Regions from separate parts of the Sus scrofa genome. Here region 2 is linked to region 1. The links are chromatin contacts, called in public HiChIP or PLAC-seq maps. All regions are on one chromosome and are shown on one strand. Each heading gives the region's core, a stretch centred on a gene start, on an enhancer-like site or on the middle of the called end of the contact. The rest is flanking DNA. Distances are from core to core; before and after follow the strand shown. Region 1 has its middle 15 kb from the start of SPP1. Region 2 has its middle 20 kb from the start of MEPE.

What was found. HiChIP or PLAC-seq counts read pairs in DNA pulled down with a chosen protein or histone mark.
Region 2: an H3K27ac HiChIP or PLAC-seq map of alveolar macrophages shows a contact between it and region 1. The contact joins two enhancer-like sites. A contact is called at or near these places in 16 of 47 Hi-C or Micro-C datasets (alveolar macrophages, brain, embryonic fibroblasts and 11 more) and 2 of 2 datasets of contacts at active chromatin or transcription factors (alveolar macrophages and skeletal muscle).

The regions. Positions count from the first base shown.
Region 1 is chr8:131,097,620-131,103,760 of Sscrofa11.1, reverse strand. No RefSeq gene overlaps it. Among named protein-coding and RNA genes, the nearest start is that of SPP1, 15 kb to the right of the region's middle. Within about 2 kb of position 3,225, at least 2 of the 83 cell types and tissues checked have an H3K27ac peak or open chromatin away from gene starts, as enhancers often do. A contact at or near this core is called in alveolar macrophages, where this site is marked.
Region 2 is chr8:131,175,327-131,180,929 of Sscrofa11.1, reverse strand. No RefSeq gene overlaps it. Among named protein-coding and RNA genes, the nearest start is that of MEPE, 20 kb to the left of the region's middle. Within about 2 kb of position 2,554, at least 3 of the 83 cell types and tissues checked have an H3K27ac peak or open chromatin away from gene starts, as enhancers often do. A contact at or near this core is called in alveolar macrophages, where this site is marked.

The DNA.
Region 1 (6,141 bases), core at 1,976-4,475:
TGTGCATATAAACAAAACCAGGTCAATGGATTCACTATGAAGAAGCTGCTCAAGGCTGCTGAGCTCAAAATCACAGATATGCTGCTACTTCTCCCAGGTGATCCGTGGGGCCATTCCACTCACTGTCCCAGCCACATGAGTTCAGCGAGATGGGCACACCAGCTTATTTGAGCCAACAATTATGGACTCTGCTCTGGAAGGGGAAGTTATGATCATAAACTCCCTGAAAGGCTGTGCGTGGCTATCTACACTTTCCGAACACTAAACGCATTTGCAAATGGTGCCACTTAGCTCTTTGCAATTGCATCTTTCCTTTCCAGAGTCCCCACATGGGAAATCAAGCGTGGCTCCAACCACCACTGGCGTTAGCCTAGCAGGACCTCATCAGAACCCGCTACAGAACTGGTGTTTCCACAACGATGTGGACGGCATCCATGTCCACGCAAAATGCAGAGAGCAGCACTCATTGCTGGGCTGATGTTTGTTCATAGGAAGGTGGGGACAACCACCCATCAGAAAGGAAGAGAGAAGGAGAGAGACAGGGACAGAGCGAGGGAGAAAGGGAAAAAGAGAAGGAGGACAAGAGAGAGACAACATTCCTATCCATTGCTTTCTGTCTAAACCTTTTTTTAAAGTTTCCATTTTCATGGAAAAGGCGATGTGGTCCAATTAAGACATGTGCTTATTTCCCTAAACAGCTCATAAGTTTCCATCTGTTAAAAAAATGTCATTTGACTTCAGTAAGCTAAAAATTCTCAAGACGCAGAGGGAACCCAGGCTGAATGCTAAGCACAGCTTCAGACCCAGTATTTCCCAATATACTGTCCGTCTAAAAATGCAGTGACTGTTCTGGTGGAGATTCCCCAACCCCAGCTATTCTGCTTTCTTTGCTACCATAACACACAGTCACTTTTCTCTTCATTGTATGTGTAGAATGAGTCTGAAGACAGGAATTTCATTTTTAATGTTTTAAATGTTTTTCTACTGTTGCCTATTTCTCAAATCTCCCAGCGGCCCCTAGAAGTGCTTTTTTTCTTCTCCTTTGGCTTGGAAGATAGAAGTCACACACCACGTGACTTCTTATATGGAATATGGTGTGTAATGTTAGGCACTTGTCTAAAGTGTGCTTCCCATGCTTTGAAGTTAGCACAGTTTTAAAATCACAGGTATCATTTCTGAGCGATAGGAACACGTAACCTTTGTTGAGTGCTTACCGAGTTCCAGGTCTAACTGCTGGTCTAACCCATGTGTGTATGCACACATTTAATGCTCTATTTTACAAAAGAGACCCAGAGAGGTTAAGTAACTTGCTTGAGATGTCTCAGGACGTGACCAAAGCAGCCTCAGCCCTCGTTCTTGAGGCTGTGGTACACTTGAGAGCAAGAACGCCTCGGGACATTTCAGAAAGACCTTGTCTTCTTTATATTTGATGCCAAAAAGCAGTGAGTGGATCTGTGATGTACACAATTTTTGTTCTTTCTTGTTTTGTTCTTTCTTGTTTTGTTCTTTTTAGGGCCCCACCCGTGGCATACGGAGGTTCCCAGACTAGGGGGTCAAATTGGAGCTGCAGCTGCCGGCCTACACCACAGCCACAGCAAGGTGGGATTTGAGCTGCGTCTGTGACCTACACCCCAGCTCACGGCAACACCGGATCCTTAACCCACTGAGTGAGACCCGGGATTGAACCTATAAACCTTGTGGTTCCTAGTCGGATGTGTTTCTGCTGCGCCACAACGGAAACTCCGTACTCACACAAATTCTAATTCAAGGTTTGACCTTGCCTAACAGGTCAGCTAATGAGGCCCTTAACTCATAAGAGTGAGGTGTCTTACGCCGACACAATCCAAGGCTGCGTGACTGCTCTCCCTGTGTCAGGCGTGTGCTATTGCTGCCCACTTGTCAAGCTCACTGCAATCAGTGTGAGAGAGTTTCCTTTCCTTTGCCACTGAGAGGTAGTAATGACGAGTATTTATAATGTATACAGCAAACACTGTCCATGGCTTATGATGTCATGCAAATATCTGAAAGGTGTAAATGAACTTCAGGGTTCTGAGTAACATCTCTGAGAAAATAGATTTTTTTTAACCCCCTTTTGATCAAAGCTATTGCCTTCCTCTCCAAGAGGAGAGTTGTATTCTCTGATTGCATGTCATCTTCCTGTTTTTTTTCCCTTAGCTCTAAACTCCCTTTTTTCCCCCATTTCCCTCTGCCTTTCTTTATTTTCTTTTCCCTTACATATTCGTTTTAAGAATTATAGGTCCTGGAGTTCCCACTGTGGTGCAAGAGGACTGGTGGGGTCTCTGCAGCGCCAGGACGCAGGTTTGATCCTCGCCCGGCAGAGTGGGTTAAAGGATCTGGCGTTGCCACAGCTGTGGTGTAGGTCACAACTGTGGCTTGGATTCAGTTCCCGGCCCAGGAACTCCTTCAGCTGTGGGGTGGCCAAAAAAAAGAATGGTCCAGAAATGATGGTGTCTCCCCGCCATTAAAAAAAAAAAAAAAAAAAAAGGAAATTGTCTGTCTTCCCTAGAAAACGACAGAAACCTTGGTTTGAGCCAAGGCACAGGATCATGCTCTCCTAGTCAAACCTTCTTAGCAATTCTCTCTGCTCTGGAAGGCCTTGAGTGGCTTCGGATCCTTGAAACAGAAAGCATTGGTGCTAAAGGAACAGCTGTTCATTTGTTTACTTGAAATTCCCTGAAAAAGAACACGGATGCTTTTCTGACATTCTCCTAAAAATTCCCACATTCCCTGTATCAGGCAAGGTCTCTCCAGAAAATCAGAAACCAAGACCTAGAACAGAAAGGTCTTAACACAAGGAATGGGTACGGCAGAAGATCTGAGATGCCAGTGGGCTCCGTGAGACAGCATCATGAGGGGCCACTGCTCTCCCTGAGCCAGAGGAGAGAATGGGAGTCGGTCATAGCCCAGGACCTGGGGGCACCAGGTTGGCACAGCATTGTCTGAGAGGCTGCCGGGGGGAAGAGAGAGAGAGAGGAGGAAGCCCCGGCTGCTACCTTCTTCCTGCCCTTCATTGACTGAAACCAGCCAAGGTGAGATGACCTGGCGACTTGGGAATGCATCCTTCAGGCCATTCCCTCTGATCCCTCACCGAGCCCCCGAGGAGACGAGAGACTGGAGCTGACAGCAATCAGGCCCCGGAAGGCACACTTCCATTCTCTCCTCCACTTCTCCGTGGCTACACACAGTCATCTTTCCCCACCCAAGAGCTGTTACTCAATCTGAACACACGGAACTTTAGAACTCATGTGGTAATGTGTCACTCATCCAATAACACTACATCATCAGGAGAAACGTCAAGGAATAATGTGCTGAAAACTGGAAAAAAAAAAAAAAAAAAAAACAAAAAACCCTACCAAATCGCTATGCAGAAGACTGTGATACAAAGCTCCATCTCTGGAACATTTATCGGAAATTCAGTTGCAAATTATTTCCTTATTGAGTTTTGCTTTTCTCTTTTCCTAGAATATAGACATAAAGTCAAATTTGGCAAATTTCTCCGGGTAAATCACATTCTGCAAAATTACATTACTTCTTTATACGGCCACAGAGAGGTTTCAGTGACTATTTCAGTACAGTAGGCTAGATGAAGGCGCAAAGAAAATAAGGCAACGTCTGAATTCTTTAAAACTTTTTAAAAAATTCACTCAGTTTTCAAAAAATACTCTTGTCTTAAGCATGCATTATAACTTTTAATTTTAAAAGCCTTAAGGTAAGTTAAAAACCACCCCCAAAACACTAAAGTGTAAGAGCTAAGAGACATTCACAAGAATTTGATCTGGTTTTAACCAGATTTGGCACATTCTTCCCTGCAGTCGCCTCCCAAAAAATCCTGCAACAAGTACCAGCAGAAGAAGCTTTTGAGCTTCTTGCAGAAGAAGATGGAAATGTGTTTGATTTTAAATCCCCAGCAGCTGATGCAGGGCCTCACACCAAGCAGGCATCCGTAAATATTTGTTGAATAGTCCCTGGGTCAGAAAAAGATCTTGCAGTATCTAGATGCTGATGAAGCAGGGATTGTTCCTTTTAAAATTCCACTTTACTATGGAATCCTTCTGCTCAGGAAACTACACTGCTTTTTTCATTGCCCGTAGGCTAGGGTTCCATATAAAATACAGGATACCTAGTTAAATGTCAGTTTCAGATAAACAATGAACAATATGTGTGTCCCACATATTGTATGGATAAAAACGTTTGCATACTTGAGACACATTTATACTAAAATATTATTCATTGCAGGTCTGAAATTCACATTTAACTAGGCATCTTATATTTTCATTTGCTAAATCTGGCAAACTTACCATAGAATTAAATACAGATTTCTGTTTTATCATGGTTTAAAAATGGCTTAATTGGAGTTCCTGTTGTGGTGCAGCAGAAACAAATCCGACTAGAAACCATAAGGATGTGGGTTCAATCCCTGGCCTTGCTCAGTGGGTTAAGGATCCGGCGTTGCCGGGAGCTGTGGTGTAGGTTGCAGACATGGCTTGGATCTGGCGTTGCTGTGGCTGTGGTGTAGGCCGGCAGCTACAGCTCCGATTAGACCCCTAGCCTGGGAAGCTCCATATGCTGTAGGTTGGGCCCTAAAAAGAAAAAAAAAAAAAATGGTTTAATTACCAGATATATTGAGTAGAGATGGCCACCCAGTGATGTTAGCCAGGTATCAGCAGACAAACTCATAGCTATCATTCTCATAAATAATTTTTAATAATTTTCTGAATAAAAAACTTTAGCTATAAAGAAACAATCCAACAAATAAACAGGAAAAAAAACTATGACGTTTAGGCAAACTGTGTTTTAAGTCCTGATTCTACAATTAAGTGCGCATATGCCCCTGGAAAGCCATTTATCCTCTATAACTTTATAAAATTATCCTAATTCCTTTTTCTTCATATTGAGAAGAAAGTAAGGACCTAGATTAACCTATTAAAGTTCCTTTATACCCATTTCTCTTCACTCCTTTCCAGAGATAATCACTGCTATCGTCTGAATGATTCTGTTTTGGGTTTTTGGGTGTTGTTGGGTTTTTTTTGTTTTTTGTTTTTTGTTTCTTTTTAGGGCTGCACCCGAGGTGGCAAATGGAAGTTCCCAGGCTAGGGGTCACATCAGATCTGCAGCTGCTGGCCTACACCACAGCCACAGCAACGCATATTCGGAGCTGCATCTGCTAACTACACCACAGCTCATGGCAATGCTGGATCCTTAACCTGCTGAGTGAGGCCAGGGATCGAACCCACGTCCTCACGGATATTAGTTGGATTTGTTTCTGCAGCACTACAATGGGAACTGCAGTCGGAATGTTTCTCAACATTCTCTCAAAACTCAAATGTCAAAACCTAATCCCCAATGTGTAGGTATTAGAAGGCAGAGTTTTGGGAGGCGCTTAGGTCAGAAGGGTGGATCCCTCATAAATGGAACTGGTGCCTTGTAAGAGACCCCAGAAAGCTCCCTCGCCCCTTCTGCCATGTAAAGACCTAACAAAAAGAAGGCTCTCTACGAACAAGGACGAGGCTCTCACCAGACATCTAATCTGCCAGGGCCTTATCTTGGACTTTCCAGTCTCTTAAACTGTGAGAAATAAATCTCCACTGTTTATAAGCCATTCAATCTATGGTATCCTGTTAACACACCTTGAGCAAAGACACTAACCATTTGATCTGTATCGTTCCCATTATTTTGTATGCATTTATAGACAGACATGTATTTATGCACCTGTCCTCTTTTATTTATAAAAAGGAAGCCATATTTCACATATGATACTTTCATTTTAATCTAAATCTCAAATGCCTAAAATTATGTATTTCATTTTACTAAATAGATCACACACACTGTTGTGACAAGCCAACTCTAAAAGGACCTCTCTATGATCCCCAGCTGCTGATACTCACGCCCTCACATAAATCCCTACCCTTGAGTGTGGGATGGTCTAATGACTTGTTCTAACAAACAGAAAAAGGCAAAAGTGATGAGATGTTCCACGAAAGTGTAGGACATAAAATTCTGACTTCCATTTTGCTGGCAGACTCCTTCTACTGCCTTCTTAGCTTGCATGCGTTGATGAAGTAAGCTGTCACCTTGGAGAGGAACAGAGGCATTATTTCATTCTTTTTTATGGCTGAGTAA
Region 2 (5,603 bases), core at 1,305-3,804, 78 kb before region 1:
TTTTATGACTATAAATCAGAACGTTTCTGTGAAGCAGTCTTTTCCGGAAACACAAATCCTGAAAACTCTTAAAACCTGAGTATATTATTAACCATAAAAGAAACTGGAAAATGGTATGGAGGAATTACCTCTCAAAAAACCCTCGGGGCAATAAAGTTTTCTTTATTTTATTTTTTTTTTCTTGCCTTATCACTGTCCCTTCATGGTCCGCCAGCTGAAACTGACAGTACTAACAACCTGAGCCTAGCCAGAACACAGACGGGGACTTGAACCCACATGCCAGGACTTGAATCCAGCCTAAACCCAGGCTGGGACTTAAACCAATGGTTTTATTTTACTTTATTTTTTGTCTTTTCTAGGGCCACTCCCACGGCATATGGAGGTTCCCAGGCTAAGGGTCTAATCAGAGTTGTAGCCTCCAGCCTACACCATAGCCACAGCAATACAGGATCCTTAACCCACAGAGCGAGGCCAGGGATCAAACTCGCAACCTCATGGTTCCCAGTTGGATTCGTTAACCACTGAGCCACGACGAGAACTCCGCAATATGGTTTTATTAGTGTGTCCTTTCAAAATTTCAACAAACAGATAATTGGCATGATACATGCAGTTTTGCAAACAGTGGGAAAGATGGAAAGCTGCTCATTTCATTTTGTGAAGCTAAGATGGCCTTGAGAGCAGACTCTTAAAAACAGAGAATAGGCGTTCCCATCATGGCACAGAGGAAACGAATCGATGAGGAACCATGAGGCTGCAGTTCGATCCCTGGCCTCGCTCAGTGGGTTAAGGATCTGGTGTTGCCCTGAGCTGTGGTGCAGGTCGCAGATGCAGCTCGGATTCCACATTGCTGTGGCTGTGGTGTAGGCCGGCAGCAACAGCTCCGATTAGATCCTTAGCCTGGGAACCTCCATATGCCTCAGGTGCGGCCCTAAAAGGACATGAGACCAAAAAAAAAAAAAAAAAAAAAAAAAAAAGAGAGAGAGAGACAAAATAAGAAAACCAAACATCACTTATGCACAAAGATTGAAAAAATATAAAACAAATTTAATTGCAAAAGTACTTTTTAAAGAGTCATTCAGTATTAACAAAAAGAATTTAACCCAGGACATTCATAAATCCAGTCCTACAATACATCATCAGTCCTATAGAACATCTCATCAGTAGCTCATCTCCCATAAAAAAATAAACGAGCTTCATTCATTCAACAAATACTTGGGTTGAGTTGACGTTCAGTTGACTGTCTCCTGTGTGCCAGATAACATCACACGTGCTAGAGATGCCCTCCTCAAGCTTGTATTTGATCAGAGAAAGACAGTAAATAAAAAGGAAAAATAGAGTAGGTTAGATAGTGATAAATGCTATGGGGGAAAAAAAATAAACAGGAAAACATCATAATAAGAATTGCTGCTTTAAGTGGGATGACCAGAGAAGGTTGCATGGCGATGGCATTGGGACAGAATCCTGAGACAGGTAAGGGAGCCACCACATGGGTGTCCAGGGAGAATTTACAGCACGTGCCAAAGCCCCGAGGCAGCATCCTGCCTGGTGCACTGAGGACAGCAGGAACGCCAGCATGCTTGGAGTGGATGTGCAGGGGATTATGGTAGCAGCGTTGGAGGAAAAAACGACAGAAGCTTGTAGGCTGAGGAGTTAGGTGGAAGCCAAACTCTGCTCCAGGTTGTGAGCAAAAAGTGCAGGGCCTGGCTACTGGGGCAGACAAGAGCAGGTAGTCCAGGAAACGTGGAAGCTGAGTGAGGTCTGAGGCTGTCGTGCTGATCCGGGGAGGAACAAGTGGCCCGCCTTCCGTGTGTGCGATGCTGCTCTAGCCGACAGGACGTACCGATGCTTTGGACAGGAGGGTTTCAAAGGCAGAAAAGGGACACAAGCAACTTTAAATTTTTGGCCTGAGCAACTGGAAGAATGAAGAATATTATTCTTGTTTTCCCCTTTTTAAATGATTTTTATTTTTCCCCCGTGGCTGGTTTACCATGTTCCGTCAACTTTCTACTGCACAGCAAGGTGACCCAGTCACACATACATGTATACATTCTTTTTCCCGCATTATCAGGCTCCATCATAAGTGACTAGATAGAGTTCCCAGTGCGACACAGCAGGATCTCATTGCTTATCCATTCTCAAGGCAATAACTTGCAACCATGAACCCCAAATTCCCAGGCCATCCCACCCCCCCCCGGCAACCTCAAGTCTGTTCTCCAAGTCCCACAATGTCATTCTTGAACACTCGAGATCCACTTCTGATTTTTAAATTATTAGTAAACAAGAAATATCAGAAAAGGATATACTCGTAGCTCCGACGAAGAATAGATATGTTAGAACAGCCAATATCATGAATAATGGTGAAATACCAGGGGCATTCAGAGTTAATTCTAAAAAAGAAAACAAAATGTTTTAAAAATACACGATTTGGGGATTTGGGGATGTAGGGAAAGCAAAGAGACAGTCAGTTCATGACGGTGGCACGTGGTACCCAAGGAAGGAGGGACAGGGAGGGGAACAGAAGGGACTCGGGCTTCCATCTGGTTTACAGATAGAAAACGTGTGCGTCTGTGCCCTCTGGTGGGCACAGGCTGGTGGTACAGGGCTTTGTTATATGCTCTGCTGTTTCTGACTTACAGACATTTTGTCCAAAATAAAAATGGTGTCATGAAAAATATATACAAAAACAAAAAGCAAACAAGAGTTTATAACAGAGAAAAGCTGAGAACTCACTAAACAGCCTTCGATACTAGACGGAACAAATGAGGGTAGAAATAGAGAATTCAATTTTTTTTTTTTTTTTTGTCTTTTCAAGGGCTGCACTCACAGCATATGGAAGTTCTCAGGCTAAGGGTCAAAGTGGAGCTATAGCTACCAGCCACAGCCACAGCCACAGCCACGCCAGAGCCAGATCTGAGCTGTGTCTGCGACCAACACCCCAGCTCACAGCAACGCCGGAACCTTAACCCACTGAGCAAGGCCAGGGATGGCACCTCATCCTCATGGATCCTGGTCGGGTTCATTACCTCTGAGCCACAACAGGAACTCCTCTTAATTGAAACTTTTAATGAGTTGAATATATTTATTAATGTGGTGAAAGGACAGAGTAGGCTAACGGAACGGGGTCCTCAGCAGAAGAAAACAATGTGACACCAATTTTCTTAAAATACATACAAACATATACTTAGAAAAAGGACTGCAAGGGACAATGGGGTTGCACCTGTGGCAGTTCCCTTGGATCTCTCTATATTCTTTGTAAATTTATGTTCTTTTCTTTTATAACCTGAAAGCCGTAAACATTATTTTGAGAACGAAAGGCACACAACTTGACTCAAGGCGACTCTTACGTGTTTCCGGTAAGTGACAGACAAACAAGCAAGCGTAAACTTAGGTCAGGCTATATAATCCCTGTAAGACCATATGCTGGAGAGTCGGAGGACGGATTCCTGTCCAGTGGCAGCAGGGAGGCTGGGAGGTCCCGGGAGCTCTAACACCCTCTTCCCCATCCTCATCCAGCCCTCCGATCTCCCACCCCTTGTTATAAAGCACGTGAGCCCAACTGCAGAACCTTCCCCCAAGGGGCTGGTTTCCATCACTCACCTGACACTGGACAGCTCACGAAGGTGTAGGAGGACACTGCAGACTCGTGGATTGCTGCCCACAAGTTCTACGGACTGAAAATTCAAATAACAAGGGACAGGAGTTCCCTGGTGGCTCATCAGGTTGAGGATCTGGCATGGCCACTGCTCTGGTTGGAGTCACTGCGATGGCACAGGTTTGATCCCTGGCCCCAGGAATGTCCGCATGCCACAGGCACAGCCGCAAACAAGAACAATAAAACAAAAAGCAGAGGACAAGCTCCCAGCATCCAACCCTTTGGGGAACAAACAGCAAACACATCGCAAATCAGCCCTTGGTGACCCTTTGCTCCTTTGCCCTTTCAACTTTTGCTCCTTCGGTTCCTTCTTTGTTTCCTTGCCACGCTTTCTGTTCTGTCTTTTGCAGAGACATAGGCTGCAGTCATATCCTGTTAGAATGACCGATTTGTACGTGACCACGGCCACCAGACGACGTTCCACGTTGTGGTGAACTGGGGACACCCCACCTACATACTGGGAACAAGCTTTGTGTTGCAAGAATGTGCCTAAAGGTCCATATGTATGAAGGATGTCTTGCAAATTCACTTTACATCGTATTTTCACTATTTGCTGATGGAGACAATCCACAAGGCACACTCTCTCTCCATCGCAGACCAAAAGTGCCCCCAGAGGGCCAGGAGCACAGACGAAGATCTGGACCGGCCAGAGACCTAGAGGAAAACTAGGAGGCAGATCTGAGGGTCTTTGGGAAGATGCCCACACTAGTGATTTCAAACTCTGGTTTGTAGTAAAATCACTTGAGGAACCTGTTAAAGAGGAAAATCCGGAGTTCCTGTCGTGGCTCAGTGGTTAACGAATCCGACTAGGAACCATGAGGTTGCGGGTTCGATCCCTGGCCTTGCTCAGTGGGTGAAGGATCCAGCATTGCCGTGAGCTGTGGTGTAGGTTGCAGATGCGGCTCGGATCCTGTGTTGCTGTGGCTGTGACGTAGGCCGGTGGCTATGGCTCCAATTGGACCCCTAGCATGGGAAACCTCCACATGCCACAGGAGCAGCCCAAGAAATGGCAAAAAAGGCCAAAAAAAAAAAAAAAAAAAATTGAAAATCCCCAGGCCCTGTCCATGGCCTTACATCACAACTACTACTCTGTCTATTCACGAATGCGGTGTTTCTGAGATCGGCTCCAGACCGCCTGCATCGGGCCACCTCTTTTCTAAATACAGGGATTGCTTTCTGCACATAATGCATCTGGGGTGTCAGCACACATAGACATACCTCATTCTTTTTAAGTGCTTGCGTTAGAATTTCAATGTTGGGATTTACTGTCATTTTGCCAAGCCCTGTTGATGAACATTTAAGTAGTTTTTAGTTAATCGTTACTAACACCAGTATTATACTAAACGTTTTTTGTGTCTTTGGGTTTAGCAGTAGGGTAACCTCCGGCCGTGCTAAACCCATTTTAAGTTTCAGAGCTATGAAGATGCAACACCAAGCTGCATGTTCTTGAGGCCAGGTTCTTAGAGCAAGTAAGTAAATACTGTACCTTAAATACATTTGGCAGAGCTCCCGTTGTGGCAAGTTAAGAACCCAACTAGTATCCATGAAGATGCAGGTTCAATCCCTGGCCTCGTTCAGGGGGTTAAGGATCCTGCGTTGCTGTGACTGCTGTAGCTCCAATTCGACCTCTAGCCTGGGAACCACCATATGCCAAGGAAAATAAATAAACAAATAAATAGATAAGTAAATAAATTTGGCTACATAACACTTCATCCTACACACAGCAGGACCCCAGAACAGTTCATTCCAAACTCTGGTTGTAAACTAAGTCCAACAGAGGCATCTGAAGATCTTTAAAATAAAGCAGAGCCTCGAAAGCCCCAACTCCAAAGATTCTTATTTCAGCTTAGGTGGCCCCTGGAATCCAAAGTCCAGGAACACTTTCAGGTAAGAGCAATGCACAAACACTAGCGCTCAGGTCATGCTAATGCACAGCCAGGATGAAAAATGC